Linked DNA regions of Mus musculus: all the other regions are linked to region 1. A link is a contact called in public HiChIP or PLAC-seq and promoter capture Hi-C data. All regions are on one chromosome and are shown on one strand. The core of a region is the stretch at or near the end of the contact, and the rest is flanking DNA. Distances in the headings are between cores, read along the strand shown.

Region 1 (8,000 bases), core at 3,169-5,668:
ACAAGACCCCGGAGTTTCTTCTTAGGGAAGGCCATCGGGTTGCTGGAAGGTCTGGAAAACACAGTGTCATTACTCTCTTTCTTCAAGGAATGTCAAGTAATGATCAAACTCCCAGGCCAAAGTTCATTCCCAGTTTGGAACTGTAAAGCAAACTTACAAGATAGAAACACCCAGAACAAGTAGAGGAATGTAAAGATTTAGAACCAAACTATATTGGTGGGGAAACTTTAAAGACAAAGAGAGGGTGGGCCTGGGGAAATACTATCTGGAGGGTTTTCCATTTTAGCTACACAGAGAGCTGGAGAAACCCAGACCTCAGGAGGAAGAGGGGGAAGATCCAGCAGCAAAGGTCTGGAGATATAACTCCACTCCGGGGCCTCAACTGTACAAGGTTGCTATTGCTTAAACTGAATATAGTTAGAAAGAAGGCATTATTTCTTTCTTCTCTCAAGGTTTTTTTTTTGTCTGTTTGTTTGTTTTATGTTTTTGTTTATTTGATTTGATTTGATTTGATTTGATTTGATTTGATTTTGAGGCAGGGTTTCTCTGTGCTCTGTGTAGCTGTGGCTGTCCTGGAACTCACTCTGTAGACCAGGCTGGCCTCCAACTCAGAAATCCACCTGCCTCTGCCTTCCAAGTGCTGGGATCAAAGGTGTGCGCCACCACGCCCGCCTCTTCTCTCACTTTTTAAAGATTTATTTTTATATGCATTGGTGTTCTGCCTGCATGTATGTCTGTGTGAGCGTGTCAGATTCCCTGGAACTGGAGTTACAATTGTGAGCTGCCATGTGGGCACTGGGAATTGAACCCTGGTCCTCTGGAAGAGCAGTCAGTGCTCTTAACCATCTCTCCAGCCCCAGAATTCTTTTCTCTACTCACATCTTAAGCTGGCATCCCACCAAAACTCAGTATTTAAAGATTTCAATGAATCATTAGCTATCTCCATCAAACCAAGTATCCTCTGGTATTCTAAATCTGATATTATTTATTTTGCAGCTTCTGTAGACTTTTTTGGGTCTCTCTCTCTCAACATTTTTGTGCATGTGTCTAGGTCTACAGGGCACACACAGCACATGTGCAGAGGTCTGAGGACAACTTGTGGAAACTAGTTCTTTCTTTTCACAAACTCAGGAGGTTGTCAGGCTTGTCAACAAGCTGTTGAAGAAGTTTTTGCCTTTTTTTTTTTCCTTGAGGCAGGGTCTTTGTAAGCCATCCTGGCCTCTAGTCACTGTGTGTCGGAGGGTGATCTTGAACTCCTGTTCTTTCTGTCTCTCCGGAATTATTGGCGTATGCCACCATACCCAACCTCTACTTGTAAGCTGTACATTAAAGGCATGTACCACCATGTTTTGTTCTTTTTTTTTTTTTTTTTTTTGTGGTTCAAGATGAAACCCAGTTTTTTGGGCATGGTATGAACTTGGTCAACTAAGCTACACCCCAGTTAACATCTGGTTTTCTTTCTTTCTTTTCTCCTTTATTTTATTTTATTTTTTTGATTTATTTATTATATGTATATGGCTACACTGTAGCTATCTTCAGACACACCAGAAGAGGGCATCAGATCCCATTACAGATGGTTGTGAGCCACCATGTGGTTTCTGGGAATTGAACTCAGGACCTCTGGAAGAGCAGACAGTGCTCTTAACCTCTGAGCCATCGGTCCAGCCCAACACCCGCTTTTCAGCTCATGTGTAATGACTACATAGGTGACTGAATGAAACATTCGGACTGAAGCTGATGGCCAATTCCCTGACAGATACGCCCTGTTGGCACAGGGAGCATTATTTCTTTTTTTCTTTCTTTCTTTTTTTGCTTTTTCGAGACAGGGTTTCTCTGTATAGTTCTGGCTGTCCTGGAACTCACTTCTGTAAACCAGGCTGTCCTTGAACTCAGAAATCCGCCTGCCTCTACCTCCCAAGTGCTGGGATTAAAGGCATGCGCCACCACTGCCCAGCTGGGAGCGTCATTTCATTCCCTCATGTGGGACTGATGGTGCTTTCCACCGGGCAGAGTGAACCTGACCGTCCTAACGTGGAAGACCCAATACACAGTTCCCATAGAGAGGAAACGAGCATTCTAGGAGAGAGCCTGGATCAGCAGGCAGGTGGAAATGCCCACTACAGGTCTCCATCTGTCATCCCTACAGCGATCTTAAACCAAGATACCTAAAGTGAACTACCACCTTAGCCCTCAAGTCCTCTCCTTTCCTTACAGGGTAGCCCTAGAGTCGGACTGCATCTTGGCTCCACCATTTCTCTCCTGTAGCGAGGATACCACTCACAGTGTTTACAGGGTCAAATGAATGAACTGACACAGTGCGCTTGATGGCTGTGCCGGACGCATGCGCTGTGCTCTCTGTGAAGTTCTGTCATTAATGGGAACAGTCATTTGTGCTGCTGCCTCCTCCCCAACACTCAGCACTTTTGCCCACTGAGGTCCCAAGTCACATAAACTCTGTTATCTCCTTACCTGGAACTTCCTCCTTCCCCTCTCCTTCCGGTCTCATGACAAACCCCGTGCTACCTTTTATCTGGGTCAGTAATCATCGACCCAGGTCCAAGAAGGTTAAAATGATAAGAAGCTGAGTGCTTGAAGCAATCAGCATTAAGCATCCTACCAATGGTCAGCTCTGGCTACACAGACTCCCATCTTCTTGTGCTTCGGGCTGCATTTATTTCATATTTGATAAGAACATCTTTAAGTTCTGATCGGGAAGCCTTATACATCTTTGAAAGCTATTAAATGAATCACCACTTAGATGCAGTTTGAGCTAAAAACATAGGGCCTGTGAGAGAAAAGGAGGGGGGCTGGCAGTCACTGTAACACCCCCAGAACACCCACATTTCTAATCTTGTCTCTATCCTAGTCAGATGACATCAACTTCCTGGCCTGCTGGGAAGGTTTCTTTATGCCTCCAGGGTTTCTCTGTCTAGCCTTGGCTGTCCTGGAACTCACTCTGTAGACCAGGCTGGCCTCGAACTCAGAAATTCGCCTGCCTCTGCCTCCCGAGTGCTGGGATTATAGGCATGCGCCACCACTGCCCAGCTGGGAAGGTTTCTTTATGCCTACAGTGTACCAGCTCCACTGTTCAAAAACATTCCCGAGGCCACTGCCTGTTTCCCCCGTGGCTTATCTTTGCTTCAGAGCATCTGTCTCCCACTTCAATCCCTTCAGTGTAGCTCACTTTTCAAACTCACTCTAAGAGTCAAGGAATTGCTATGCATCTGAAGACCAGCATCTGGGAGGTGGAGGCAGGAGGGTTGGGAGTTCAAACCCATCTGTGGCTGACCACAGGCTGACAGCGGAGACCAGCCTGAGTTACTTAAGACCCAGTTTCAAGGACATCAAAACAAGCCGGGCATGGTGGCGCACGCCTTTAATCCCAGCACTCGGGAGGCAGAGGCAGGTGGATTTCTGAGTTCGAGGCCAGCCTGGTCTACAGAGTGAATTCCAGGATAGCCAGGGCTATACAGAGAAACCCTGTCTCGAAAAACAAACAAACAAAATCATCAAAACAACAAAACCCAGAGGATTCAGCAGAGCATGGCAACACACATCTTTGATCCCAACATTAGATCCGTGAGCAAGGCCAGCCTGGTCTACTTGTAGTTTCAGGACAGCCAGGGCTACATCATAGAGATACCTAGTCACAGAAAAGAGAAGAGAAAAGAGGATTTCTTGATCCTCCAAATAGGAAATTGTTTAACTTCAGATTTCCTCCTGAACTGTTACTTTTCATTAAAAATCCCAGCGTTATAAGCAGGATAGAAGCTCATTTCTGTTCAACACTGCAAGCCCCTTGGAGGCAGGAGGCTCAGAGTCTGCGGCCAGTTTGAGATACAAGATCAACTTGGGAATATTATGCTTTGAAATATTTCATATTTGAATTAAGAGCAAATAATCACAGTGCTCTCGCACCCATGACTTAAAGTGAGCTTGGGATGTTCTTGTTGAAACGCCGGGGAGAGGGTAGATCCCTGGAGACCTCATCCATGTGAAGGAATGCCAAATTACAGACAAAAGTTGGCTTAAATTTAAAACCGCCAAGTTTTAAAAGGGAGGAGGGGGAAGTGATGTAGTTCCGAACAAGGAGAATGACTTGAGAAATACTTGGCAAACTAGAAATGAGATATTGAAAAAACACAAAACATGAAATACAAGCAACCTCTTCTATAAGAGATAGGTGTATTAGAGCTAACGGCTAAATTCCCTTCTGCTCAAAGGCTTAAGAGACCGATTCTGACAAGGGTTCCCGGAGGCCAGGCTACGCGGGTCTGCAAAGAATCCCCGAGTGTCACTGGCCCCAGGCGGCAGGGTCGCCCTCAGTCCCAAAGCTACCCTGCCCAGCGTACCTGACTTCACTCCTCTGCTCGGTGGCGCCGCGCTCACCTAGGCTGCTGTGCACTGGAGACGCGATCTCCTCTGAGCAGCGCGGTTGCGCTTTTAACTCAGGGGCTGCGGGACCACGTGGGGCCGCGCGGGGAGCCTGGGGGTTGTAGTTCCACGTCGGGCCGGGGAGCTGCTTCACCGGCTGGAATCCCGAGACTGCACTAGTTGCTCCTTCTTGGGTGTGGCCACAGCCTATTTTGTGAAAGACTCGTAGCTCCTGCACCTCTTGGATACCCACTGTCCTTATTATTCTGAGTCCGGGAGTTCTCCTCCTGTTCAAGTCCTGCAAGTGCCAAGTCTTGTTTGCATTGGATGTGAGATGTTGTGATACAGTGGTGGCTGCCTAGCAGCCACTTGGCTCTCTAGACTGACACTACTGCTCCAGTCCTGCCCATTGCCTTGTAGGAAAAGGGAGAAGTGAGAAGATTTTAAGAGTGGATTACAGGCCACAGGTGGTTGTGCGCTCCTTTAATCCCAGCACTTGGGAGGCAGAGACAGGAGGATTTCTGGGTTCAAGGCCAGCCTGGTCTACAGAGTGAGTTCAGGACAGCCAGGGCTATACAGAAAAACCAAAACCAAAAAACAAAACAAAACAAACAAACAAAAAACAAAAGAAAAAAGAAGCTGGGCAGTGGTGGCGCACACCTTTAATCCCAGCACTCGGGAGGTGGAGGCAGAGGCAGGTGGATTTCTGAGTTCGAGGCCAGCCTGGTCTACAGAGTGAGTTCCAGGACAGCCAGGCTACACAGAGAAACCATGTCTAGGGAAAAAAAAAAAAAAAAAAAAAAGAAAGAAAGAAAGAAAGAAAAAGAAAAGAAAGACTTTTGAAAGTGAAACAAGTATTTTTCTTTTTTGAGAGTGATCCATATTAATTTATTGGCATAGTCAATTTATCAACAAGATGGGTGGGTAGTCTGTCCCCAGGAGGTGAGGTTGATTTCCATCTGCCAGAAGAGGTGCCCACACCCTTCATTCACCTTGAAGACTCAGCACTTCAGGCTTCAGTCAGGTTCTCACAGTCTTATCGGTCTTATCAGTCTTATCCTGGAATTAAAGGCGTACACCACCATGCCTGGCTTGATGCTTATTATTTTATTTAGGGAAAATATGTTTTCTTTCTAGCTTGCAAAGTGCTCTGGACTCCATTGTGGTTGTTTGTATGCCTGTGTGCATCTCTTTCGTTCTCTCTCTCCCTCTCCCCCCCCCCCCCCGTTTTAATTTTAAAAGTTTAAACTTTATTTTATTTTGTGGGTATAGTTATCTCTGTACACAACATGCATGCAGTGCCCATAGAGGCCAGAAGAGGGCACTAGGTACCCTGGTACTGGAGTTACAGACAGTTGTAAGTTACCCTGTGAATGTTGGGAATGGAAATATCCACTCACAAAGAGAGTCATGAAGCCTGAGCTACACAGTGAGACCCATCAAAAAGGGGTGGGGTCGGGAGAGGAGGGCTCTTAATGTATAAGGCTGTGTTCTCACTAGTTTTAGGTTAACTTGACACACAAAACTAGTGTTATCTGAAAGGAGATAACCCCCCCCCCCCAAATGCCATTGGGGATGTATTAAGAGAATGATCCTGGTACAGCCACTGTGGAAATCATTATGGTAGTTCCTCAGTAAACTAAATACAGAATACCACACAGGTGTGGAACTGCATGTCTGTAATCCCAGTGATTGGTAGGGAGAAGTAGGAACATGAGTTTGAGGCCAGCCTAGGTTATGTAAGACCTGGTTGCATTCCCCCTGAAAAGCAAACAAACAAAACCTACCATGTGATTCAATTGTACCATTCATGGGAATGTACCAGAGAGACATATATACTCACATACTCACAGGACTGCTCAGCAATTCATGATAGCCAAGCTATGGAAACAGTCTAGACAGGTGAATGGGGGGAAAGTGATGCCTTTATTCAGCCACAAAGAAGGATGAGATTATGGCATTTATGGGAAAATGGGTAGAACTGGAGATCATCAGGTTAAAAGAAATAAACCAGATTCACAAAGACACATTTCCTTTAATGTGCAGAATCTGTCTGTCTATCTATCTATCTATCTATCTATCTATCTATCTATCTATCTATCTATCTATCTATCTATCTATCTATCTTTCTATGTACCCATCTAATGTATGTATGTATGTATGTATGTATGTATGTATGTATGTATCCATCTATCTATCCATGTACCTATCTATGTATCTATATATGTATGTATGTATCTATTTATCTATTTTTCTATGTATCTATCTATATATCTGTGTATGTATATATGTATGTATGTATGTATGTATCTATCTATCTATCTATCTGCATTCTAATACACACACATGTATATACATGCCTTTCTATGACATGGAAGTGGAGGGGGATTATGGAGGGGAAGGAAGGGGTTCAAAGGGAGTGGGAGGAGAAGGGAGCAAGAGAAAGTAAGGAGGGAGGACAAAGGAAAATATCCTTCACATGAGGAATTGAGATCTAATAGTATAAGGGGACTATCTGAGAGGAGAGGGACCAGTGGGGTGGGGGTTAAAGTAATATGTGTGTGGGGAATTATCAACAAAGTATAATGTTGCATATGCATGAAAATGTTACCTTTAATCCCAGCACTTGGGAGACAGGGGCAGGCAGATTTCTGAGTTTGAGACTAGCCTGGCCTACAGAGTGAGTTCCAGGACAGCCAGGGCTACACAGAGGAGAAATCCTGTCTTGAAAAACAAAACAAAACAAAAACAAACAAACAAACAAACAAACAAACAAACAAGTCTATGAAAATGTCATGATGGAATCCATTGTTTTGTGTGTTGTCTTTGTTGTTGTTGTTGTTGTTATTTGTTTATTTTGTTTTTGGACACAGGGTCTCTATGTAGTTCAGGCTGCCCTGGAACTCTTTAGCTAGACCAAGCTAGCCTTGAACTGAGACATCCTCTTGCCGCTGCTTCCCTAGTGCTGGGACTAAAAGCATGCACCATCATGCCCAGCTATGTGCTGCCTTAGTGAGGGGTTCCATTGCTGGGATAAAATACTATGACCAAAAGCGACTTGGGGACGAAAGGCTTTCTTTGGCTTACATATCTCAGCTCACATCCCATTGGGGGAAGCCAAAGTAGAAACTCAAGGCAGGCACCTGGAGGCAGGAACTTGCTGGCGACAGCATACTATGACAGGGACTGCCTGCAGTAGGCTGGAATGGAGACATCTCAGTAGCCCAAGGCAGCTCTTTGTTAAAAATAGTTGTTTCCATTTCTCCCAATCTTAACCCTGGACAATGGCTGTATAGATTTCATTTGTGCATGACTGCTTTTCAGTTGGCCTTGGTGTGCCTGATTATTCTATTATGTCTGACTTTCCTACTTCTTTCTCCTTCTGCTTTGGTGAATTCTGTGAAACTAGATGTTCCTTGATGTAATGATTCTTAAACAATTAAAGATTGAGGCATGGGGCACAGCCCAGCACAGTCCTGATGGCCTAGGTGCATGCTGTGTGTTCTTATCTTGGAAACAAAGTAGTAACTGCACAATGGTAGTTCCAGATTAATGCTTGACTTGCAAAGAAAGTTGGAAGAAATTATTTGAAGAAAATGAAATAGAGCCAACATTGGGACCCTAAG
Region 2 (8,000 bases), core at 1,481-3,980, 220 kb after region 1:
TTAGTCATACAGCTCTCCCAGAATGCCCCACACTGCCAAAAGCACAGGAAGAAATCTTTCCAAATAGTGCTTGACATAAGTTTTTTTTTTTTTTGAGATATGGCTACATTGTTTTCTTCTTCCCTTACCTCCTTCAAACCCCTCCATATATCCCTCCTTGCTCTTAAATTCATGTCCTCTTTTCATTGATGGATATATTAATTATCAATATCAATATATATCAATTATATATCAAATGTATATCAATTAATGATTAATTGATTTATTTATCAATAGATGAAAAAGAGGTCATGAGTATATAAGGACATATGCATAGCAATACAATATTCCTGGTGACAGAAGAGGCACTCCAAAAGTCCTTCCATTTAAGCTAATATCACTCTAAAACCAAAACCAGGTAAATGAAACAACAAAAGAAGAACATGACACTAATATCAACTAAGATCAACGCAAACTCAAAAATCCTCAGTGACATACTTGCAAACGGAGACATATCTAAATGAGTTTCCACTATGACTGTCTTGGATTTATTCCCATAATGCAGGGATGGTTCAACATATGTAAGTCAATAAATGCAATAAACCATATAAATAGACTTAAAGACAAAAAAAAAATCGCCTGGTCATCTCAACAGATGCAGAGAAAGTTTTTGACAAAATCCAACATGCATGCATGATAAAAGTCCCAGAGAATATAGGGAACTACATGTAACTTTCAGAGGGGACAAATCTCAACATAATAAAGGCTATCTAGAGAAACCCACATGCAACACCATCCTAAATAGAGAAAAGCTTAAAGCAGTCCCATTGACGTAGGTAGGAGACAGGGCTGCTCACTATCTTCATTCCTACCCAATACTGTGTTCAAAGCACTAGCCGGAACAGTGAGGGAAGTGGAGAAAATCACGGGATGCAGATAGGAAGAGGAGCTAGGTTATCCCCATTTACAGATGATGTAATAAGAAATGCCAAAGACTGGCAGAAAATGTCTAGAAATGATAAACAAATCCAGCGTACATTTTAAGGAAGGGTGTGTTTAGTAGCATACGTCTGTAATCTCAGCTTCTATGTTTCCACAGGCTTGGACGTTGGCTAGCCCAGAGTGTCCAGAAGCGAAAAACACGTACTGTTAAACAGTGTAGAAGGTAAGGTTCTACACACGGAGACATCTCTTCAGCCTCGTTCTTTAAAAATGTGAAAAGGACAGGCTGGGAACATGATTCAGTTGGTCAAAGTGTTTGTTGTGTGTAGTGTGAAGTATTTAAAAGCACCCACACTACCGCCGGCAAGGCACCGGCAAGGAACCAGTAGGGCACCAGCAGTCTGGCTGGCTGGTCTCACCCTGGCAGACCCTCTGTTTCAGAGCTCTGAAATCTCTAGGTTCCTAGGGCCAGCTGTTGCCATGTCAGCCCCATGTTTCCAAATTCCCATGGCTGGCTGGGGTGTCTCGACACTACATTTCTCTGGAATTCAGTTGAGTGGCTGCATGAAGGAAAACACCACACAATCTTAGTTTAGAATCAAATGGCAACACAATTGCTGGGTGCAGCAATTAGCATTCTAATGTTGTAAGCTATTCTAAATATAACTCCTCCGTTGGTGAATCCTGGCGGATCAGCCATCTAAACCAGGGGCCTCTTGCTAGCTATATTTTGTCCTCCAAACTCTCCCAGTCTCCCAGGCAACTCTCCTCTCTTCCTCTGCTGTCCAGTTCCCTGACCCGGAAGTCCCGCCTACTCGCCCAGTGGTTGGTTCCTTGAAATCTTTATTCATTAGGGGAAGGTTCACATGAAGTCACCTGAGTACCAGAGTCACTCCTCTCCCTAGGCAGCCCCTCTTGGGGAAAAGAAATTAGCATCAAAATACAAACAGCACCAGGGCCATCCACAACAGTTGTGCATGCGTGGGGATTTAAGTTCAGTTTTCAGAGCTCATGAAAGAGCCACAAACGTAGGGCAAACGTCTGTGATCCCTACACCCTTACAAGGAGATGGGAGGTGGAGACAGGAGACTCCCCAGAGGCTTGTGGGACAACTGATTTTGTATTCAAAGCTAAAAGTAAAACAGAACCTTTGTCTGAAATGAGATGGGAGGTGAGGACTGATATTTGAAGTTGTCCGTGACCTTCATACCCATGCCATGACACATACCCACCTGTATTCACACACACAGACACACACAGACACACACACACAGACACACACACAGACACACACACACACACACACACACACACACACACACACCATGCATTCTTTATTTCCATTCCATTCCATTTGATAGATATTTTTCATTCAGTAATCACCATTACAGATGTTTTGTTGGACATGGAACACATTAGATACTGTGTTAAGCAAGGTGTAGTTGGCCTTGCCATGAAGAGGTGTCAGTACATGTTAGGAACATACAAGACAGACAGCATGGATGAGAGTGAAAGTAATAAAGCTACCACTTTCTAATCTTTTGTTTTCTAATGGCCCGAGATTTTGTGTGTGATCTACAAAGATGCCCATGACTGTGCCAGAAGATGTTATCATTCCTGTTATGTAGAAGAGACAACTGATGTTCTTGAAGTTGCTAGGGTGCCATCCTTTGAGCAGATACATCCTTTGCTAGGATACATCCTTTGTAAACAGAAATGTCAGGATGGACATCCAATCTAGTGAGGTCTTAGACGGTTGTCTTTCTGGAATTGCAAATGTGTAAATGTGGAACTGGTCACTGGTCATTGTTCAGATGTGTGAGGACTTTTCTCAGTTCCTCTCCTCAGCAGCTGTTTGGTGACTTTTCCTGGACAGACAGGAACAAATGCCTATTATATACCCCAGATACATGACCATAGGAAAAGGCTCCTAAATCCCATAACTTTCTGAATTCTTAAAGTGTTTTTCCTCTTAATTCAGAGGAAATAGCTGGACAACAGCAGCCTGGTTGTCTGGACACCACTGCCTTTCTGTGTGTGTGTGTGCGCGCACACGTGCACTTATATGAGTTGCGGGTATCTGTATGTCACAGTGTGTTTGTGTATAGGTCAGAGGACTGCCTAGGAGGTTGGCCCTTACCTTCAACATTGTTTGATAGGGTGCTTTGTTCACTTTTGCGCATCCAAGGCTAGCTATCCCCCAAGCTTGTGTGAACTCTCCTTTTTCTGTCCCATCTTGCCACAGAAGTGCTGGGATCATAGACACATGCTACTACATTTGACTTTCCATAGGGTCTAGGAATTTGAACTTATGTCCTCACACTTATGTTCAAGGGCTCTACATACCAAGCCATTTCTTCAGCCTACTTATTGCCATTCCACATCACTGCTATGGACTGAATGAAGTATGAAGTCCCTAAATCAGATGGTGTTTGGAGATGAGGCATTTGGATAGCAATTAGGGTTGGAAGAGGTCTCAGGGTGGGCTCCTTATGATGGGATTTTGTGACCTACCTCATACCAAAGACCGTCTTTTACCTCTCCTTGCCAGAAAGACATACAGAATGAAGACAACTACTTGTATACCACAAGGAGAATGAAATGGCCAGCAAGTTCATCGTAGACTTTCAACCTCTGGGTGTGGTGGCGCACACCTTTAATCCCAGCACTTGGGAGGCAGAGGCAGGTGGGTTTCTGAGTTTGAGGCCAGCCTGGTCTACAGGGTGAGTTCCAGGACAGCCAAGGCTACATAGAGAAACCCTGTCTGGAAAAACAAAACAAAACAAAACAAAAAACAAACAAACAGACTTTCAACCTCTAAAACTGAAAGGACTGTAGTCTGCTTCAGCCACGCCATCTAAAGTGTTTTATTACAGCAGCCTAAACTGATATGTACTCTGGCTTCTCAGGCTGTAGGAATCTTTTAACCTTTTTACCAAAGTAACAAAGCCAAGCACTTAGCCCACAACACAGCTGCTCCGTATGTTTACGAACTTCCTCTTTTCTCTCCCAGGAAATAAATGTTACAGGAAAAGAAAATGGTGCAGCGTCTCATTTCTACAAACCATGCTTGCAGTTTCCGGCCACCCTAGGGTCTGCATGCTCAGACTAAGAACATGAGATACTCTGACAGGGGTGCTGAACAGGTTGGGAAGAAGAAACAAGGAACTGGGTTGTTCTGAGACACTAGAAAACCATTGGCAACAATATGCAAACAATGTTTATTTTTATCCTTAAGGCATCAAAAATCACACTGGAGCTGTGTTAGCCATCACACTTTTAACATTGAAGCCACGAGCCCCTAGGGGATTTGGAAGCTACAGTAGGGAGAGCACCAACCTACAAGAAGTGTAGAGATTTTTCATGTTCCATTTCCTGGAAAAGCTCTCTTTTCTTTGAGTTTCAAGTGTGTGCTGTTCTGCACGGCAGTGGGCATGGGGGCAATAAAGGGAGTGGGAGAAAACCCTCGCTCTGCCAGAGTTCCCGTGCTCTGGGCAGGTGGATTTGGAGGACTGCCCACACACTTTCCATGAAGCACCAGGTGGGTGTCTGGCTGTGGACCCAGCCCGCGGAGGGTGGACAAGGGGCAGTCCTTGGTCTTTGGGCCTCACAGAAGCCAGAGATAATAGGTTCTCAGTCCCGGGCATCCCAGACAGTGATGGACACAGCAGAAGAGCTGAGAACAAAATGGGGACCCTGGGGGAGGCTTGGCCAGCCCTGGGGCTGAAGGGAGGAGAGGGCAGGGAGAGAGGGGATGTTGGGTGCTCCTCACGCTGGCGAGAGTCCTTGGTCCAGAGCGCAGGCAGGCCTTCCAGCGGGAGGTTAGATGCTGCTCCTTAGGGGAAAAGCCTATCCCATCATTCAAGCATGGCAGGCTTTGATGAGCAGAGACAGTCTATGGCTTTAGAGCTTTATTGTAGAAAGACAGGAAGAAAGAGAGAAGGTAGAAAGAAAGAGAGGGGCGGGCCATGACCACGTGGAGAGAGGGGGGAAGGGAGAGAGAGATAAGGAGGGCTAGTGATGAGAGTAAGAAAGGTGAGAGTTTAAAGAGAGAGAGGAGGGGCCAAGCGGCCCCTTTCCTTTTATAGTGGGCTGGGCTACCTTGCTTTTGCAGGATAGCTGTGGGGAGGAGCATACCTGGCTATAGTCAGGTAACTGTGTGGGTGGAGTCTAGCCAGAATGCCAGAAGCTCAGGACATTGTCTGCGTGACTTATAGTCACCGAATTATGGAGTTGGTGGCTCTGTGGTGTCAGGCACCTGTCTCTGGGAACGTGGTTCACTGTTCTGTCCCTTGTAGAGTGTCCTACTGGGTCTCTACTGGGTCACCAGAGCAAGCCTCATTCAACCAAAACAGGCTGTCTTTCACGGTCCCACACTGTTCCCCCCTCCCCTTCTGGTATATAACATTGAGGCAATTAGTATTTTGTTTGCTCTTTTAAACAGAGACCCAGTGATAATGATTCACCCCCCTGGAAGGTTTGCTTCCGGTATGTGTGGGCCTCAGTGGCTGGGTAGCCCAGAAAGTACACATCATGAATCATCTACAGACGGCTATGCTGCCCTTGGTTTACAAATACTAGATATACCACAGGTTCTGCTCCCTGACCTCGAAAAATCTGGCTAGGTGTGGGGCAGGGATAGAGGTGGTAAAGATATGGTATAGAGACATGCTAGTAAAGATACAGTTTACTAGGTGGGTATATTGTGCAGGAAGAAAGTGTAATCAGAGTAGAAAGGGGTTGGGTAGCCAGGGCAAGTGAGAATTAATATGGCAGGTAGCTGAGCTGCAGCATAGGGAATTAGTTAACTGAACACCCAAAGAAAGCAAGAGAATCAGACACAGAGATTAGCGAAGGGATCAAAGAGCAAGTTCAAAGTTCATACCTGACCTGCTCATGGAATAGCAAACACTGAGGATATCTAAGAGGGGCCCACAGCAGGGAGGAAAGGAAACTGGAACCTATGAATTCTTGGAGGACTGTAGGCAGGGAGCAGCCCGACATAGAAACTGTAAGGGGATGACTCCGGCTTCTGCTTCACTTCGAGCAGACTGCAGCGGGCAGGTCTGGAAACAGAAAGGTCCATTCGAGATGTTAGTTGGTTCATGTAGAGGGTTTGTTTGCTGTCTCTGGATGAGAGAAATGGTGACTGCAAGCAGTTATACTATGGGTGTGTTTGGAAGGAGGCATCAGTAGGATTTGCTGGTGGAGGAAAGGCCGGCAGGAGTGTGGGACAGTTATAGGCATTCTGGCCTGAGGGATGAGAGGAAGGGGACTGTGGTAAAACTGCATGGAAATGATGTTGGAAGAGTAGGTGTAGAGGAAAGACCAGGACATCCACTGGGGATTGCTAAATGTGATCTTCCTACTAGATGGTTAAGGGCAAAGGCCATTTGGAACATATCAAGAGTTGAGGGGTAGGCTGGCTGGAGATCCAAGAGTGAGTCAGCTAATGATGCCAGAAATAATCATTTCTGTGCCAAGAAATGATTATTGAGTAGTCAAATTGCCTGCGTAGAAAAAGGTGGGTGCCTTTGAGGCAGAAGGTTTATGATGGAAGCAGTTTGGACTGCCTGGAGACTAGTGTGGTAGATGATGGAGGTAGGAGCCAGGTCCTTTATGGCTTTTGATACTGTGAAAGAGACTTTGGGTTTCATCTGAGAGCAACAGGGAGAATTCCAGAAGGGTCTTTAGCATGGATGTGATTACACTCACACTTTAGGAAGATCACAGGGAGGAGAGGAGAGGAGGCAGAAGACCAGGCCTCATGGCAACTTTCCTTGAGTTCACAGTGTAGGAAGTATCTCACATCTGGGTTTAACATACAAATGTGTTCCCTTCACTCTTCTGAGAGGAGAGTGTCAGACCTGAGCAGCACAAATCTGAGGATTAAGAAAAGCAACGGGGGGGGGGGGGGGGCTCTGGAGAGATGGCTCAGTGGTTTAGAGCACTGATTGCTATTCCAGAGCTCCTGAGTTCAATTCCCAGCAGGCACATGATGGTGGCTCACAACCATCTGTAATGGGATCTGACGCCCTCTTCTGGTGTGTATGAAGACAGCTACAGTGTACTCATATACATAAAATAAATCTTTTTTTTTTTTTTTAAAGAAAGAAAAGAAAGGCAGCTGAGGAGGATTACAGCTGCAGATGGGAGAATGAGTGCTTAGCAGGGAGCTGTAAGGAATGTCTGGACCATCCAGTATACAAGCATGGTGGCACCATCCCTAGACGATGTAACAGTGGCAGCTGGGATCTGGTATTAGCATCACGCATGCTGGCTGATGACAAAACCCATAAACAGTTCCCTGGAACTAAAGGTGAAATAGCATGCTAGACCAAGAGGCTCACCGCAGTACCACAATATTTATTTAAGCACATTCAGGACATTCATCATGATGACAGGTCTAGAGTCTCATCAGGTTGCTTGGGGACCAAATCTGAAGGGCTACTGACCCCTCACCCTGTGTCAAGAAGTAGCCAATCTATCTTGAGTTGCCATTAAATTCTCCCTTAGTGTGTATTTGATGTTTATAGCATGGGACAGCCATTCTGTGTATCGGTACTCTCAGGACAGCACCCGGATCCAGTACATCTTGGATATAGTCTTCCAGGCATCTATAGGGGAATAGGCATCAGGGTCCCCGTGTGCTCATAAAGTGAAGAGGTATGTTAACTATGTGGGTATTTAAATTTAATAATATGTCCCTTTCCCCCAAGGACTTCAGTCCATCTGGCCATGATGAGTTTGCCTTAGGGCCCATATCTGTTGTTTTACAAGCTGTTCTTTCTCTCTACCAATCTTGCTACCGCAGAGTTATATGGTAGGCAAGACACCATGTTTTTGCGCACAGTTCTGGGCAACATGCCTTATGATATGGGTGCTCTGGTGACTTTTGCCTGTTGATCTGAAAGCTTGAATGAGGCCAGTAGCTTTATCTGCATAGGTCATAGCCACTGTGGTCTGGAAAAGGGTCATGGTGCAACTGACTTCCATTATATGCTTTTCAAACATGCACAGGCACGAGAGAGTAAATAGAGAGTTTCCTTAAATGTTCACTGAGATGGAGGGCATGGTGA
Region 3 (8,000 bases), core at 2,994-5,493, 220 kb before region 1:
AATGATTACTAAATTAATTAAAGGGACTGTTTTAAAGAGTCAAATGCTCAGCTACAGCACTTTCAACAAGTTCCCGGATATTGTTAAAACTTACAGTGTTATTATTAAATGTAAATGCTACACTTTTAAATAGCAACCAAGTAATCAATACCGATTACTCAGGAGAGATCTGAAAGCTAAAAGCAAAAGAAGGCTTACTTTTAGGGAAGGGGTTCCTGACTGAGAAGTCTCTCCACAGCAGGCAGAAGATATAGTCGCTCCCAAAGCAACATTAACTCTTCATATCCACAGATGCGCTATGCCCGGAACCCGACTATATTACAACACATCACAGTTTAAAAATGGCAGTTGTCAGAATTCATGCTTGTTTTCCTGGATTTTTTTTTTAACCCGGGTGATGGGTATTGTATACAAAGACCTAATTTATACCTGTCAAATGTTAAGACACCTTCTCCAAAAGGTACTAGCTAAAATGATCATGCAATCCGGTATATGAACATTTCTGAAGGATTACATAAAAACCTGTCATTGTGGTCTCTTGGGTGTGGAGCTTAGCAACTAAAGGCAAATTGACTATTTGTTATATTTATTATTTGAATATATCTAGCCATGTTTCATTTCTGTAATAAAAGTGACTCACAACCATTGCCAAAACATGTGTGTGTGTCTGTGTGTGCACACACACGCACATGTGCGTGCATGCACTCATGTATGTATTTATGTATGTATGTGTGTATATATGTATGTGTGTATATAATTTTTTAACTACTTAAGCGTGATCTGATTTGATTTTTTTCTCTCTCTAAATTTTGAAACAGGGTCTTAGTATGTCGCTCTGGCTGGTTTGGAACTTGCTATGTAGTCAAGGTTGGCCTTGAACTCCTAGACTCCGCCTAGGCCATCCCGGAATGCTCCAACACACCCAACCCTGGACTTGATTTCTTCTCAAGGTTTGCAGTGAGGAAAGTTCGACAGGGAAAGGCAGGCTGGTGACGCAGAGGCTGGGCCCACTCTCCCCCACTGCTCACTGCAGTTTCACATGCTCTGGAGGGGCAAGGCACAATATGCATCACTTGTTTAAGGGTATGTGAAATGTGAACTGGATGGGAGATTTAATGGATACACAGAACAGTCATGGTACTTGACTCCATGGGAAATAATTAGTTAGCTACAGCCCACAGAGTAACTGGAGTCAAGGGGGACATCGGGGTGAATACACTGAATATCAAAACAGTCAATCCTTGCCTGCCTGCCCTAAATTGTTGAGCACAGCATTCATGCATATATACCTGGTCGTAAATAAATAAATAAAGGTGGGACAGAAGCCAGAAACACCAACTCCCAGGACACATAAAACTCTCCCCTCCCCAGCTACGCCACCACACATTTCCTCCAGGACTTCATTTCCAACCCACAACAAGCAGAGTCTGTCCAGTCCTAGTTTTCATAAATTGTCTAAAAAGTGTAAAGCATGTGTTTTTACAATAACTACACGGCTTTGAAAATATTTTAAACTTTACTTTTAAAGAGTAAACCCGCTGGGTGTGGCTACTCACACCTGGAATCGCAGTACCCTGCACTCAGAAGCAGGTGGGGGTTCTCTAGGAGTTCAAAGTCAGCCTGGTCTACATAGTGAGTCCCAGGACAGCCAGAGTGAGCCCCAGTTTTATGAATGTCATTTAGCAACCAACTGAAGAATTTTTCAGTAAAATCAAGTCCAAGCGTATAGAAAATATCATGTTGCCGTCCTAATGAGATGGAAGAGTTCTTTGGCCTCGTCATTAACATGGCCCAAAGCTAATTAATATAGCTGGCCCCCAACAGTAGCAACCTGGCTGCCCTCTTACCCTAGCGCATGTCTCTGCAACAGAGACTTCGCCAGAGATTAGTTTCTCCCTCTGCAATCACCTGAAATAAACCTCAGCTCCTTAGCCTAAAGAAGGAGGAAAGCAGAGATTGACAGCCTATTGTTCAGAACTTTTCAACGGCATCTCAGGCACTTGGGAGACGTCAAGGCCTTGCCTCTGAATTTTGTTTCTTTTTTTTTAAATCTGAAAACGGATTAAGCAAGACTTCAAGGGGATTCAGAATTGAGTACAAAAAAAAAGTAAAACATAAAAAAAAAGTTAAAAATAACTGGACATAAGTTATAGAACTTAAAAACTCTGAAGCTACTTCAAAGGACTCCCAGAGATCTTGGGAAGCGGAGTGCCGTCTGGAGAAAGGCATCTCTCCAAAGCATCACTTTTACACTTCTATGTCGTTCCAGTCCTTTTCAAAACCGAACTCACTCTTAATTACTGAAAATCGGATGCCTCACATTTTCATTTATGAGCTTGTTTTCAAAAAGTTCCATCTGCCTGGTGACTCGTCTACAAAGAAAAAGGCAGCATCTACTACAGAGGCAGTAACACTGCTCTCCTAAAACTTCCTCCACACACAGTCATTTACACTTTCAAGGCACTTTCTCTAAGTCATAGTCTTTCTCTGAAGAAAATTCCCTGATAATATAATATAATATAATATAATATAATATAATATAATATAATATAATATAATGAAGAGCAGTGGAAAGAAAACCCTGAAACCACGATCAGGGGACTATCTGCCTACAAAATATCCCTCTCAAATATCCCAGGGCAACAATCAGTTTTTCACACTTAATGTTGCACAACTGAACACAGCAATGAAAATTTTTCTGCTCTCTTGTCTGTCTCAAAAGTAAAGAAAACATCTCCAGGTGAAGCAGGAACTTTGATCCGTTCAGATAATCACAGCCTTGCTCATCCACGGCTCTGCCATGAAGTCTCCTACTTCAGCCCTCTCCTGGATTCTAAAGCATGCTTGTCTCCACACTTGCTTCGGATCAAAGCAAAAGGGAAGACTATCCAGGAGAGCCTTGGAGCTTTTTACACCGGAACAAAACTGCCCTCAATTACAGAGAGTGTCTTCATTACCTTTCTGTTTTCTCCCAACTAGGATTAGCAGTGAAACAGCTCCTAATTAAGGCTGAACAGCTCTGAAGAACAGTAACTTTAAAAGTGAACTTCCACTTTAATTACACATAGAAATACCGGCGGCAAAGGCATTTGCTCCCCTCAAATTCCCCTATCAAAACTAAGAGCAATCATTCTCAACCCTGGAGACAGACAAACATTTTAAAGACAAGTGTTTGAAAGTGGACCTTCAAGACTCTAATGTAAGCATGCTATGTGATAGTCCTGTCCTGCCAGGATGAGTGTTTCATTAGCGCCTCAGGGTGCAAAAGGGGGTGGGGGGGTGTTGGTCCAAAATCCTAACTGCTGAAATAGAAAAGAATCAACGGAACGAGAATCCGGTTGGACTAGAAAGAGTAAGAAAAAAAGAGAGAGATGCTAGCGTGGGACATGGTGGCCCTCACCGGATGTTCAAAGCGAGATGAATTTTAGAAGTTGGAGAAAGGAATTTCTGTGTGTGGCCCACGCTGGAGAACAGACCGTCAGCACGCGGCTGGACAGGCCCCTCAGGCCGGACCAGCGGCTCCATGGATGCGGCCCCGGAGCTGGACCGTGAGCGAGTAGTGGGGACGGGGCTGTCATCGCTTACCCAGGTGCAGCGTGAGGTTGATGGAGTTGGGGTACTGCACCCCGGCCAGCATAGTCTGGCTTTGCCACCAGGTGGTGTCGGCCTGGTTGTTGTAGTCGGTCAGGAAGGCTGCCCCGTGTTGCAGGTGCTGCTGGCCGGCGTCGCACAGGTGACAGGACTTAGTGACTCCGGTCACCCCAGTCTGCACGCAGTACTCCTCGGGCGGAGTCCCACACGTGTTGGTAGCCACCACGGTCACATTGAAGGCGGCATTAACAAACTCCGGCATGCAGCGCTGCGGCCGCCCGCCCTCATCCGCGCACTCGTCCATGGCCGCCCGGACACAGCCCGCCACAGCCGCCAGCACAGCCAACAGCGGCCACAGCCGCCCCCGGGGCTGCAGGGCCAGCGCGGCCCGCCCGCCGCCCGTCATCCCGCTGCGCGCGGGCCCTCGGCAAAGGCTGGGGTGCCGCGCTGCACTCGCCTAGCGGCGTATCCCGAGGCCGATCCTCCGCTGCGGGCCGAGGCCGGGCTGTGGACCGGGCTGGAGGCCGAGAGCCGGACGCAGAGCCGATGGGTGGGCGTCCGAGCCAAGATCGCGCTGCCTCCGCTACCTCCCGGTGCGCAGCCTGCACTGTGCGCCGACCCCCGACTTCCGAGCGCGCACTCGAGAGCGCGCCCCAGGAGGAAGGAGAAGGGGGTGGGGTCTGCCCGGCGGGGTGGGATCTGGCGGTGGAGAAAACCCAAGGCCGGCCTCCTCGGCAGCTCACGCGGGCCAGGAGCTGCTCCCCGCCCTACGCGTCCTCCCCAGCGACTCCCGGCGGCGGCGGGGGCGGCCTGGAGGGCGGTGGGCCAGAGAAGCGAGATGGGAGGGGCGGGAGCCAGAGGACCGGGCGCGAGGTGGGCGGGGCGGTGGAGTAGGAGGGTGGGGTGCGAGGAGGGCGGGACCGGCAGCAAAAGGGAGGGGGGCGCGAGATGGAAGAGGCAAGGGGTCAAGTGGGAGGACTTCTGGATGGGCGTGACTAGAGGTGGGCTGGGCGAGGGGGTAAGAGGGAGGGGCCCAAGGTGGGCGGAGAGGGAGCGTGAGTGAGGGAAGGAGGGCGGGGCGTGGGGTGTGGGGTGCTGGGCAGTGCATGCTGGGAGGGTAGGGGCTTCGGTGGGTTGGGAACCCTCATCCAGGTCTTGTACCTTAGAGGATCTTGCCCTGGAGGGTATGAGGCTAAGAGGAGGTTCTTAAAGGGAGACGCAGGTGGGTGAGGTGGCCCGGAATCTGTGTTTTTGACTTCATGAGGACTTGGACCCTGGCCCAACCAGATGTCAGTCCTTACGGTATAGCTCAGCCACTACCTGACTCTGGAGCCTGAACACAGCGCAACGGTGCGGTGGCCTGCGTGACCTCGCCCTCCCCAGCCGTCCCGGGCATTGCCTCCTGTATCCCGGGGCAAGCCCTGCCCACGCTGAGGGGAGAGATCCCGAGGTGTCCAAGGGACTGGATCCCTGTGGAACACAGGGCTCGATCTCAGCTTCAGAGTCAATTTTGTGATTTCCTTGCTCTAAATTAAAATGTGACTGTCATTTAACCGGGCAAGGAAGGAAGTGAGAAGGCTGGGAATGGAATGACATTTTCCCCTGGATACGCAGACCTGCTTTGAAATTCTTCCACTCTGTTGTTTGTGTGTCCTAGCTTGCCTTTAAAAGACTCGAAATTATCTGGATTCTGACATCCTCCTCTTCGGACCTGCTGAGTCACAGAATATTGTCAGTGCCAGAATGACTCAGTTCCCAGAGCCCGAGCCAAAAGATCATGCGTTTTAGTCTCAGATCAGAACTACCTGCAGTGCTGATAGGACCAGCAGACAGGGGAAGGGAGGGTGCTGTAAAAATGAACCAGCTGAGAGCCGGGCTTGGCAGCACACTGTGCTAATCCCAACCCAAGATGCAAAGCAGACCAGCAAAGTGTAAGCTCCGGATCAGTAGTCTTTTTAAGATAATGATACTGATAGCTACAAGATGGCCCAGTGGGTAAAAGCACCTGCCACCAAGCTTGGTGACCTGAGTTCAATCTCCAGGAACCACATTCTGATTTCCACACCTGCACCATGAGACTTGTGGGCGCGCGCGCGTGTGCGTGTGTGTGTGTGTGTGTGTGTGTGTGTGTGTGTGTGTGTGTGTGTGTGTGTGTGTGATGATATGACACATAAATAAATAAATGTGAGTTTTAAGATGGGGTAGTGGGCATATGAAATGATGAAATATAACAATAACTAGGTAATGATCGTTAGGGTCAGTGTTAGAGCCACAAGCCCTAATTAAGAGGGCCCAAGCATAATGGACTATTTATGATGGGTAAAGGATACTGTTCAGAGAGCTTTTAATACTGGAATTACTCGGGAATGCATCCACCTGACTTATTGGATGAGATGATGGAGATTAGGTATGCTAAGGGTCTCTAACTCTTTACTCCTTGTAACCCTTTGGAGAAAGAAACATGGGAGCTATAATATTTTAAATCAATGGTTCTCAACCTGCCAGTCATGACCCTTAGCAGGGGTCTAATGACCCTTTCACAGGCATTATGTAAAGACCATTGGAAAACAGAGATATTTACATACTGCCCATAACTAGAAAATTACAGTTATGAAATAGCATTGAAGATGATTTCATTGTTGGGGGTCTCCACAGTGTGAAGAACTATGTTAAAGGGTCACAGTGTTAGGAAGGCTGAGAACCAGTTTTTTTAGGTGGCTGAAACAAAATCACTCTAGTCACATAACCCTGGAGGGAATGATGTCTCAGTGCAAACATGCTAAACAAACTAGTGTGTGTCCTTTACATTGTTTTCTTTTGGTTTCTGAGGTCCAAAGTTAACTCCAAGCTGCTATTTATGGTACTTTCCTCTGTAATTTCATCACAAGACCTTCACGTGCCATTTGTAAAGCACATGAAGGAACCTTGAATCAACCACTAAATCCTATTGCTCCCTGGAATATGTTAAAATAACAAGAAAGTATTGGGTTTTTTTAAAGCAATAAATTGTATCCAGCCAATACGCTTGATGATGAAGATTTGTTTCATAGTATGGATGAGGAGTGGAGAGAGAGGAGATGAAACAGTTTCACTCAGTAGTCCAGGCTGGCCTGGATCCCACACCAGTCCTCCTGCCTCAGCATCCCCAGTGCTGAGACCCGTAGGCATGATTCACCATGCTAGTCATCATTTTCTGAGTGTTGATTCAGGCACACCAAAGACTTTCTAACACAATTTCAAAAACAGGTGGGGAGATCTGAACACTGGATGTTGGATGGTAACAAAGTATTTGAAGTTCCTGGAGGCATCACAATTCCAAATAAACCTGCTATTTTACAATAAGAAAATAAACCAGGGCTGGAGAGATGGCCCAATGGTTAAGAGGACTGACCGCTCTTCCAGAGGTCCTGAGTTCAATTCCCAGCAACCACATGATGGCTTACAACCATCTGTAATGGAGACCGATGTCCTCTTCTGGTGTGTCTGAAGACAGCTACAGTGTATTCGTAAAATAAACCCCAGCACTCGGGAGGCAGAGGCAGGCGGATTTCCGGGTTCGAGGCCAGCCTGGTCTACAACGTGAGTTCCAGGACAGCCAGGGCTACACAGAGAAACCCTGTCTCGAAAAACCAAAACCAAAACAAAACAATAAACAAAAAGAAAGGAAGAGAAATCAGGGTGATGCACCTCACCAGAGTGCGATCCCAACATCTACTGTGTGCAAGGCAAGGGGAACCTCTGCTCCAGACCAGTGAGACCCTATCTTCTGCACCTGCCCCCTTGAAAGAGTATATAAGATTTACTGTAGATTACACAGTTTTCTTCTTTCTTCTTCCTTCCTTCCTTTCTTCCTCCTCTTCCTTGTCACCTTCTTCCTCATCTCCACATTCTTTTTCCCTCCTTCTTCTTCTCCTCCTCTCCTTCTCCTCCTCTTCCTCCTCCTCTTCCTCCTCCTCCTCCTCCTCCTCCTCCTCCTCCTTCTTTTTCTCATTTGCTTTGGTTTTTTTGGTCAAAAAATTCCAGAGCCTTTTCCTTTTATTCACACATTTTTAACTACTTTGAAGCTCCATTGAACAGACATGAAAGGAAATTTAAGTTCAGGTTCCTGAAAAGATTCTCTTAATGCCCAGTCAGCAGTGCCTCTATGTAGCAAGGCAGAAGGAAACAAGCCATTTGACCATATGAGCACGATACCCCGCCCCCAAAGACCCTTTATATCCCAGTTAACTCTCCAAAACCTAAGAGATGTGTCCTTTCAGGATATATCTGAATAACTTTCAAGGTAGGATGTTCACTGCCTTGGTCACTAACCTGTGAATCTGTAGGCATGCCTACCCCTACCGAAGTATACCTGGTCATCAACAGATGTCCACTACCTAAGGGTCTAGACAGCATGTTATATAATTAGA
Region 4 (8,000 bases), core at 2,713-5,212, 150 kb after region 1:
AAGAGTCACTGCCAGAGGCAAAGGCTCCTGTGGGAAGCTGTTAGGTTGGGCCTGTCCTTACTGTGGAGCCGCTATAACAAAACACCATAGACAGGATTGCTTATGCACAATAGATCTGTATTTTTGTTGTGCCACCTCCTGTCTGGCCAAACTCTAGGTCATACTTCTGAGCTGCAATAATAGAAGGAAAATAAGGAACTCTCAGTCTCTTTTTATAAAAGGATACACATCCCACCAGTCCATGCCTCACCCCGTGGCACAGAAGGGCATCTAAGTTCACAGCCCAGGTCACAGCTAGACAGGAAAGGCCACAATCCAAGAGCTGTCTTTGATAGGGTCACAGCTACAGGCTCTAAGGGATTTGGAATCTGACACTAAAAACATCTGGGTTGGAATTCCAGTTTTAACTCTTGCAAGGTATATGAGTTTGGGGGGAATTCCCATCTGTAAAACTGAGATGTTAACAGAGCCAGTACTAGGGTTTGCTGTGATCAATAAGTAGTTAGCACTGTCTCTGCTTCCTTTTCTTCCTTCTGAGGATGGGGTGTGATAGGACTTCTGGTTACCAACAACTTCCTCTGTAAAGCTTCACAAACTGCCCTACCTGTGCTCTTCTGCTCCTTGGGTGGGGTAACAGGGCCCTCTGCCTGGCTCTCCATTCCTTCCTTTAATGGTTACTTGGTGTAGAGCCTACTTTTGTATCTGAGTGCTGCTACACTCATGAGTGCAAATGCGTGTTAAGTGCAGTTAGGTTTCTCCTTTTGTAACTCGCTTGCTTCTTGCATGACTGTGAAAGATGAACCATGACCAGTGAGAGAGCGGAGGATGTAAAGGCGACTGGTGTGCAAGCCTGGCAGGCTGAGTTCTATCCCCCAAATCCATGTAAAGGTGGAAGGAGGAAGCCACCTCCACAAAGTTGTCCTTTGGCTTCCAAACACATGGCGGATGTGCCTGTGATGCTGCAGAAATAAATAACAATAAAAGAAACCCTCAGAAAGCCAATGCTATTATACAATCAGTATGCCTTCTCTTCTTTGCTACACTAAACTCCCAAGAGAAGAGACTGTGTCTTCCTCATTCCTTATTTAGCTCCCTAAATATTTACTAAAAGAATGTTGAACCCACAAATGCTTTGGGGAGGCACTGTGTACGGCTGAGACGCTAGTATAATTTAGGGGTGGAGGCAAGACCTCTAAAACCTGGGATCTCGTGAACTTCCTTGGCTCTTACAGTGACTCTCCTTGGTTTATAAGCATTGGCATCTGCCGGGTGAATGTGGGCAGCTGTGCACTTATGAGCAGGAAGAAAGAAAAGAAACAGTTGGGAGTCAGAGGCTTAGTTGAGCAGCTGAGACTCTGTCTAGCCAGATCCCTGTGACAGTCCTATGGGATGGGGCATTAGTTTCCTAGGACGGTCAAAACAAGTTAGTGCTTTCCTCTTTTCGGAACTCATTTGCTTCTTGCATGACTATGAGAGAGAACCGTGTCTAGTGAGACGGCACAGGAAATAAAGGCAATTGCTCTGCAAGCCCAGCAGCCTGAGATTTACCCACAGAACCTATGTGAAGGAGGAAGTCAGTTCCACACACATGACCAAGACAACAGAACTTTATTGTCTCATGACTCTGGAGCTAAACGTTCAAGATCAAGGCCCTCCTCGGCTGGTTTTCAATGAGGCATCGTCCCTAGACTTGGTGATGGCTCTTTGCTTGCTACTGGGAATATACATCCCTGAACTGCAGGCTTCAGCACGTCATGTCCCTAGTCCTTCTCCTTCAGGCACTGAAAGCAGCCGTATGAGCACCTACAGGGGCTGGCTCTGTGCAGGGATAGTTGATGGGGAAAGAAGGGGATTCAGATCTTGACAGACCAGAGACTCAACGGTGACTCTGTACAGCACCTTCTGGATGGCTCTTGACTTCCAAGCACTGGATTCTATTTTTCCTGCTTGAAGTACGGAGCCACTTATGTTCATTTGGTAGGTGCCTACGCTTGCTATGTGGAAAGTCCTCAGAAGAGCCAAGGAACTCCTAGAGTCTCTTCCCTTTTCCTAATGACAGCTGTCCTAATGGACAGATATGTCCTTCTTGCATAACTTCAGCGTCATCCTCTTTAAAATCCTGTCTCCAACTTCTGAGGTACTAGGGGTTAGGAATCAGCCCATTATAAGGTAAATGCTGCTGTTATCACCAAGAACACAAGAGGAAATGAAAGCACAGATGGATTATATGATATCCCCAATGTCACATGGGGCGAGGCTGGCAGAAGTGGAGTTTAGAATCCTGGCACTCTAAATCCAGAGTCAACATCCCAGAGTCTACTGTGCTGTGGACAGGAGGTTCTAGGGGATGAAGTGGGTGGAGCTGGTACTGGAAGGAACTTGGAGTACTAGAACTAAACTGTCCTGGGATGGGACCAACAAGTGTACACTGACTAGAGTAGAGATGGGGGACACTTTTCTGACCTTTGCTCACTCAGAAGTCTTGAATCCTGATAGAAAACAACCATGGTTGAAAAGATGTACTGCAGAACCTACCTGGGGTTAGATTGGCCAGTTGTGTGAAGGCTGTTCCCTGGCAATGAGTCTACAGATGCAGTCACTCAGTTTGATTTGTGTCAGTCCTGCCCTTCATACTGTCTCCCCTAGTCCTTCAGTCTGTCCTCCACAAGGGCACATCAAGGATACAACATTCCTTTTAGGGTTGCTGAACCACAGCCCAGTCCCCAGACTAAGGACATATGGCTCCATCTCCCTCATCTGCCGTGGGAAGGCATGTCCCCAGTGTGTGGACCTCAATGCTATCTCCCTCCGACTCCATTCGGCAGGCACTAATACTAGCATCATGGGCATGAACAGGGGCTGCCTCTTCCCAGAGGTCACTGGTGGGAGAGCACGTAGGATTCTGATCCACAGAGGCAGGGGCCTGGACACCGGTGTTGTCTGGGACCCTGGAGAAGGAGCCTCTCCAGGTCTTGCTTTGCTTATTAGCAAAAGGGGCCCAGTCAGTACATTTCCTGGCAGGGTAGCCACAAGGATTATGGGTAATTTATTGAAACCACATGGAGCAGGACTCGGTATTGGGGAAGTGCTTAAAAAATTATAGCTCTAAGCGTTGGCAACCCTGGCCCCGGTGTGAGGCTATCTTAATATTCAGTCCCTTAACATTATCTGGGATCAGTTGGCAGTTAGTCAGCTGAGGTGGGTGAATGCTTGCAGAAAAACAGAGCCTCTGTTAGCTTGTAAACAACGCTTCTCGCCTAAGAGGGTACTGTGTTAAATGCAAGGTAGATATGCCAGGACTATCTGCTTGTCACTTAGCTCCTCAAATCACCACCCCAAATGCAAACAGATTAACTGGATGTTTGAGTTGGCAGAGGAAAAAAAAAAAAACAAAAAAAAACCCAAAACAACCTCCTTGCATCAGATCTGATCAGGCACTGACAGCATGCCCTTACCTAATGGCAGGAATCGAGCAATGCTTTTGGCTTGTAGGCTCTGGGGTAGCACAGGTGGATGTTCATACTCTGAGTACCCCCACTCCCCAGTGTAAACTGCTCAGGGATGAATGGGGATGGAGTCACTTCCAACTCACAATAGTGATGTGTAGGTTTGCTGGGATTCGAAAGGAAATGCTTTCCACCGCATGTTCTAAAAATGAATGTGTTGGGGTTTTCCCAGTGAGGGTATTGTTAGGCCAGTTGTAGCTAGTGTGTAAGGATCATTGACGATTGGCAGAGTCTCCCAGGAGATGGCAGAGAACTGGGGTGAGGGGCTGGGATGCTAGGCTTCCGGGAGCTTGTGTATCATGATCACGTTCACATCTCGGTCCGGTCTGTGTGGATCATGGGAAACTCTTACTGCGAGGTGGGGGAATGATCCCTGGGGAGGTGACTGTGGACAATTACTCAGCAGCTCTTTTGCTTTCCCTGTGGCCTTGGCCTGGGTAAAAGAAGGAGAGGGACAGGCTCAGGGAGGACCCAACCCTGAAGCAATCAGGAGCAAATAGCCTTGCATACCTGATTCAGGGGCTGCCATGCCTGAGCTGAAGCAACCTCAAAGAATAGGTGTGTGTGTGTGTGTGTGTGTGTGTGTGTGTGTGTGTGTGTGTGTGTGTGTGTTGGGGGGAGGTACAGGAGAGCTGTCGGACCCTTGTTCCTCACACTGCTAAATGGCCTTTTCTGCAGGCAGCTCTGCAGAGGGACTTGACTCAGGCGGGGAGGAAGTGTTCTCACACAGAGGGACTGGCATCTGCAGCCACAGAAACAGGCTCGCTTTGTTGAGGGAGCAGCTGTTGGCCACTTGTTCACTGGCTTGGGCTAATCCCTCTTTTGAGTGGAAGCTGGAAGCCTGGATTCTGAAATAAAGGACACAGGAGAAGCGCCATGACATGTTCAGTGCCCGCTGTCGGGGTCATTAGCTTCTCGAGGTGAGGTGAGCCCAGTGTGCTGTTTTTGGTCGGCTCCCCTGCTCCCCTCATCTAAAGTCCTCGTACTGCTCCCCTCCCGCCCCTGCCCCACTTAGGATCTTGACAGCTGTCCGTCCTGTCCCTGAGGGCCTTTTTTGTCTCCCTGGCACCTGCCCCTGTTCTCTACAGTGTTCAGGGTCAGAACGAAGCATTCCAGGCTGGACAGAAGCCAGAGAAGCCTGGCCACTTTGAAGGGACCTCAGCCTCTTAGATTGCTATCCGGTCCCATTCATAGGGCATAACAACCTATCCTTATAAGGTGGCTGGGCAAAGCCAAGGACCTTTAGGTGCCTGCTTGTGAGCATAAGTTGGGGGTGGATTGGAAGAGTCTGGAGATGTTCTCTAGAGCCGTAGAAGAAATTTCATGTACATCCACCACCCATGCAGAGAAGAACGGAATAGATCAGAAGCACAGAAGTAGCACTTACTATAAACCCCATAGAGAGGTCAATGAGAAAAGGGGGGCACACATTCGTGTAGGGGATGCTGTGACTCGCATCTCCTTTCATCTTCGCTGCAGTAGGTGTGATGATCCCTGGGCTCTGAAGGGTTAACCGAGTATGCTGATGAGTAGCAGCTGGGGTGGCAGACTCTGTCTGCGTCTGTGGTGCCCTGGCTCCCAGCCTAGCCTCAGGCCTCTCTAGAGCACCTCCTGTGTGAGAAAACTAAGCTCTTAAGCTCTTCAGTTCTTGTCGCTCTCTTTACCTGGAGTCTGAAGTCTTAGAGGGAGTGAGTCAAAGCTGATACCTCTCATCTGGCAGTCCTCTTGTTCAGGACCCTGGCTGGCTACGTGATTCCCATCCTAGTTCTCATGATGATGGTAAGTAGACCGAGGAAAGCTTTTCCTACACAAAGACGAGATCCCTCACTCTCCACCTGTGGGGCTTCAACACTAGGTTTTTCAAACTGACCCCTGCACTTTTCCCTCTAACCTCAATTTAAATCTTTAGCACAGAGGCTCTTCCACCTGTGGGTTGGGAGCCCTTTGACAAACCTCTAGCTCCAAACATATTTACATTACGATTTATAACAGTAGCAAAATTACAGTTACAAGAGTAGCAATGAGAATAATTTTGTGGTTGGGGGTCACCACAACATGAGGAACTGTACTAAAGGGTCGCAGCTTTAGGAAGGTTGAGAACCACTGCTGTAGTAAATTCCCCTGGAAGATTTAGCCTATGAGCGCTCATCAGTGACCTTGGGAAAAAGTGAGACTCCTGCCTAAGTCTCAGGGACTTTCTTTGGAGGGACTGTATAGACTCTGCAGGAAGTCTGTCAGCCACGGTGCAGCAACAGCTGGTCTGCCTAGGGCCTGGTAATTCTAATTTTTATTTGAATGCCCATCTGCCCCATCCCTGACATCACGGTGCAGCTGTGGTCTTGTTTTCCCTTCCTGTTGCATGCGCCCAGGGCATGGTCTTGCACTCACTCCTGGGCAGTTAAATGGCTCTGTGGGTGGCCTCACCCTGATTAGCCTGTGGATTGGTTGGGTGTGGATGTAACTAGGCAAAGCAGGAGCAACTAAGGAGGCTTTGACTCTGGGTCAACCTACCCTGGGGGAGGGACACCTGCCAGGGAAGTATGGGAGAGTCTCATCTGTTCTGAGGGAGGGAAGAAGGCAGTACCCTGAGAGATGATCGCTTATGATGCCCAGAAGACAGCCTTCTCAATGCAGAGCTCAGCCCTGCAGATTAAAGGGCCACACGGCTCTTCATCTGGACCACACCAGGGTTTCCAGACCAGTATAGACCAAGGCACATTAAACAGGCATACAAAGAGCTCATCATGCCAGCAAATAAGAGTTCTTTTCAAGATAAGACTGTGCTGGGTGAAGGTCTCCTCATTATTCTGATTGCCCCCAATCCCTGCCCTCTACTTTTTCTCAACTTTATTCTATGTGGCTATCCTAATTCTGACTGCTTGCTTGCTATGTGTTACTGAGAACTTTCAGGAATCTCTCTGAGACTCCATTTCCTCATTTGCTAAGTGGAGCTGGTAACTTCAGAAGTACTCTTATATATGCTTGCCACCAAACATCAGCAGCAACACTGTTGATAATTAAAGGACTGGACATTTTAAACAGACTTCTTATAAGAGAGATTAATACCTTTACAGGAATATCATGCAGCTGTAAAAAACAGATAACAGTGACACTCTAAACCCCTCTAGATATGTGTGTATGGTGGTTTGAATATGTTTGGCCCAGGGAGTAGCACTATTAGAAGGGGTGGCTTTGTTGGAGTAGGTGTGTCACTGTGGGGGTGGGCAATGAGACCCTCCTCCTAATCACATGAAAGCCAGTCTTCTAGCAGTCTTCAGATAAGGATACAGAACTCTCAGCTTTTCCTGCTCCACGCCTGCTTGGACACTGCCATGCTTCTGCCTTGATGATAATAGACTGGACCTCTGAACCTGTAAGCCAGCTCCAATTAAATGTTGTCCTTGTAAGAGTTGTCTTGATCATGGTGTCTGTTCACAGACATAAAAACCTAACTAAGACAGTAGTTGGTACCAGGAGTGGGGTATTGTTATGATAGGCCTGTTTTTGTTTGAATTAATGTGGACTTTGGGACTTTGGATTTGGAAAGCCATGGAATGCTTTGATTTTTTTTTCTTAAAATTTAAACACAATGAATCTGTTCATGCATAAATATATATTTTGATTTGAGACAGGATTTCACAATGTAGCCTAGAACTCACTATATAGACCATGTTGGCTGCAAACTACAGAGATCCATCTGCCTCTGGAGTGATGGGATTAAGTGCTATATGCCCTGAAACAATATATTTTAAGGTCTTGATCTGTGTGCAGTGAACCTAAAGAGAACAAGAAAATGGTAGGGGATAGGTTTAGCCTGGGTGATGAGAGGCAGAGGAAGGCAGGCAAGGAGCACAGGAGAATGTCTGTAATTCACATCCATGTTCTAATTCTTGGGTATAGTTTCAAGCTTCTTTCCACATCGTTGAAACAAGTGTGTGAGAGAAAGAAGAAATAATGAAGACTCAAGCAATGGGTCAAGAAGGATAGTATAAAATGAACCAAGGGTTTTAAAGATTCACTTGATTTTGTGTATTGACTGTGGTCTACTAACAGATACAGTTGTAGGGACTGCAGGATTGCTTTGCACAAGAGAAAGTGCATCCCATACTTCTAGCGTCCACCATCTACCAGGAGTTCAAGAACTAGCTCTCCCGGGAAACAGGGACTTTGTCTTGTCTCCACCAAGGAGAGGAGAGAAGAAAGTAAAGGCTGGGTGGCCTTGTACAACGCCTTACAAATCATCATTAAACAAAACAAAACAAAACAGCCAGGTGTGGTGGCGCACACCTTTAATCCCAGCACTCGGGAGGCAGAGACAGGCGGATTTCTGAGTTCGAGGCCAGCCTGGTCTACAAAGTGAGTTCTAGGACAGCCAGGGCTACACAGAGAAACCCTGTCCTGAAAAACCAAAAAAACAAAAGAAAACACCAAACCAAACCAAACCAAACCAAACCAAACAAAAATAGTGGGCAAAGGTGAAGGACAGAATCCCTG

The links. HiChIP or PLAC-seq counts read pairs in DNA pulled down with a chosen protein or histone mark. Capture Hi-C pulls out chosen DNA fragments and counts their contacts.
Region 2: a contact with region 1 is called in an H3K4me3 HiChIP or PLAC-seq map of bone marrow-derived macrophages, with 2.9 times the contacts expected there. The contact joins the enhancer-like site here to the promoter of Npl in region 1. A contact is called at or near these places in 4 of 39 promoter capture datasets (the C10 cell line, cranial neural crest, maxillary cranial neural crest and 1 more), 1 of 15 datasets of contacts at CTCF or cohesin (CD8 T cells), 9 of 484 Hi-C or Micro-C datasets (Th1 cells, bone marrow-derived macrophages, embryonic stem cells and 5 more), 22 of 115 datasets of contacts at active chromatin or transcription factors (the HPC-7 cell line, bone marrow-derived macrophages, craniofacial prominence and 16 more) and 4 of 9 other capture datasets (adipose tissue, bone marrow-derived macrophages, liver and 1 more).
Region 3: a promoter capture Hi-C map of pancreatic islet shows a contact between it and region 1. The contact joins the promoter of Lamc1 here to the promoter of Npl in region 1. A contact is called at or near these places in 2 of 39 promoter capture datasets (cranial neural crest and maxillary cranial neural crest) and 2 of 9 other capture datasets (adipose tissue and pancreatic islet).
Region 4: a contact with region 1 is called in an H3K4me3 HiChIP or PLAC-seq map of embryonic basal ganglia, with 3 times the contacts expected there. The contact joins the enhancer-like site here to the promoter of Npl in region 1. A contact is called at or near these places in 1 of 39 promoter capture datasets (neural stem cells), 2 of 15 datasets of contacts at CTCF or cohesin (CD8 T cells and pro-B cells), 8 of 484 Hi-C or Micro-C datasets (bone marrow-derived macrophages, cerebral cortex, embryonic fibroblasts and 4 more), 20 of 115 datasets of contacts at active chromatin or transcription factors (the HPC-7 cell line, SST interneurons, bone marrow-derived macrophages and 14 more) and 3 of 9 other capture datasets (adipose tissue, liver and macrophages).

Annotation. Positions count from the first base shown.
Region 1 is chr1:153,545,296-153,553,295 of GRCm38.p6, forward strand. Npl (N-acetylneuraminate pyruvate lyase) reads right to left here and starts at 4,419. Exons shown (of 12, transcript NM_028749.1): 1 at 4,353-4,419; 2 at 1-51. The coding sequence starts at 35.
Region 2 is chr1:153,764,736-153,772,735 of GRCm38.p6, forward strand. It overlaps a transcript of Rnasel not described here. Among named protein-coding and RNA genes, the nearest start is that of Gm41974, 17 kb to the right of the region's middle. Within about 2 kb of position 2,731, at least 44 of the 459 cell types and tissues checked have an H3K27ac peak or open chromatin away from gene starts, as enhancers often do. A contact at or near this core is called in the HPC-7 cell line, adipose tissue, bone marrow-derived macrophages and 2 more, where this site is marked.
Region 3 is chr1:153,328,543-153,336,542 of GRCm38.p6, forward strand. It overlaps Lamc1 (laminin, gamma 1), which reads right to left and starts at 4,244. Exons shown (of 28, transcript NM_010683.2): 1 at 3,586-4,244. The coding sequence starts at 3,997.
Region 4 is chr1:153,699,314-153,707,313 of GRCm38.p6, forward strand. No RefSeq gene overlaps it. Among named protein-coding and RNA genes, the nearest start is that of C230024C17Rik, 35 kb to the right of the region's middle. Within about 2 kb of position 3,963, at least 87 of the 459 cell types and tissues checked have an H3K27ac peak or open chromatin away from gene starts, as enhancers often do. A contact at or near this core is called in the HPC-7 cell line, cerebral cortex, embryonic basal ganglia and 8 more, where this site is marked.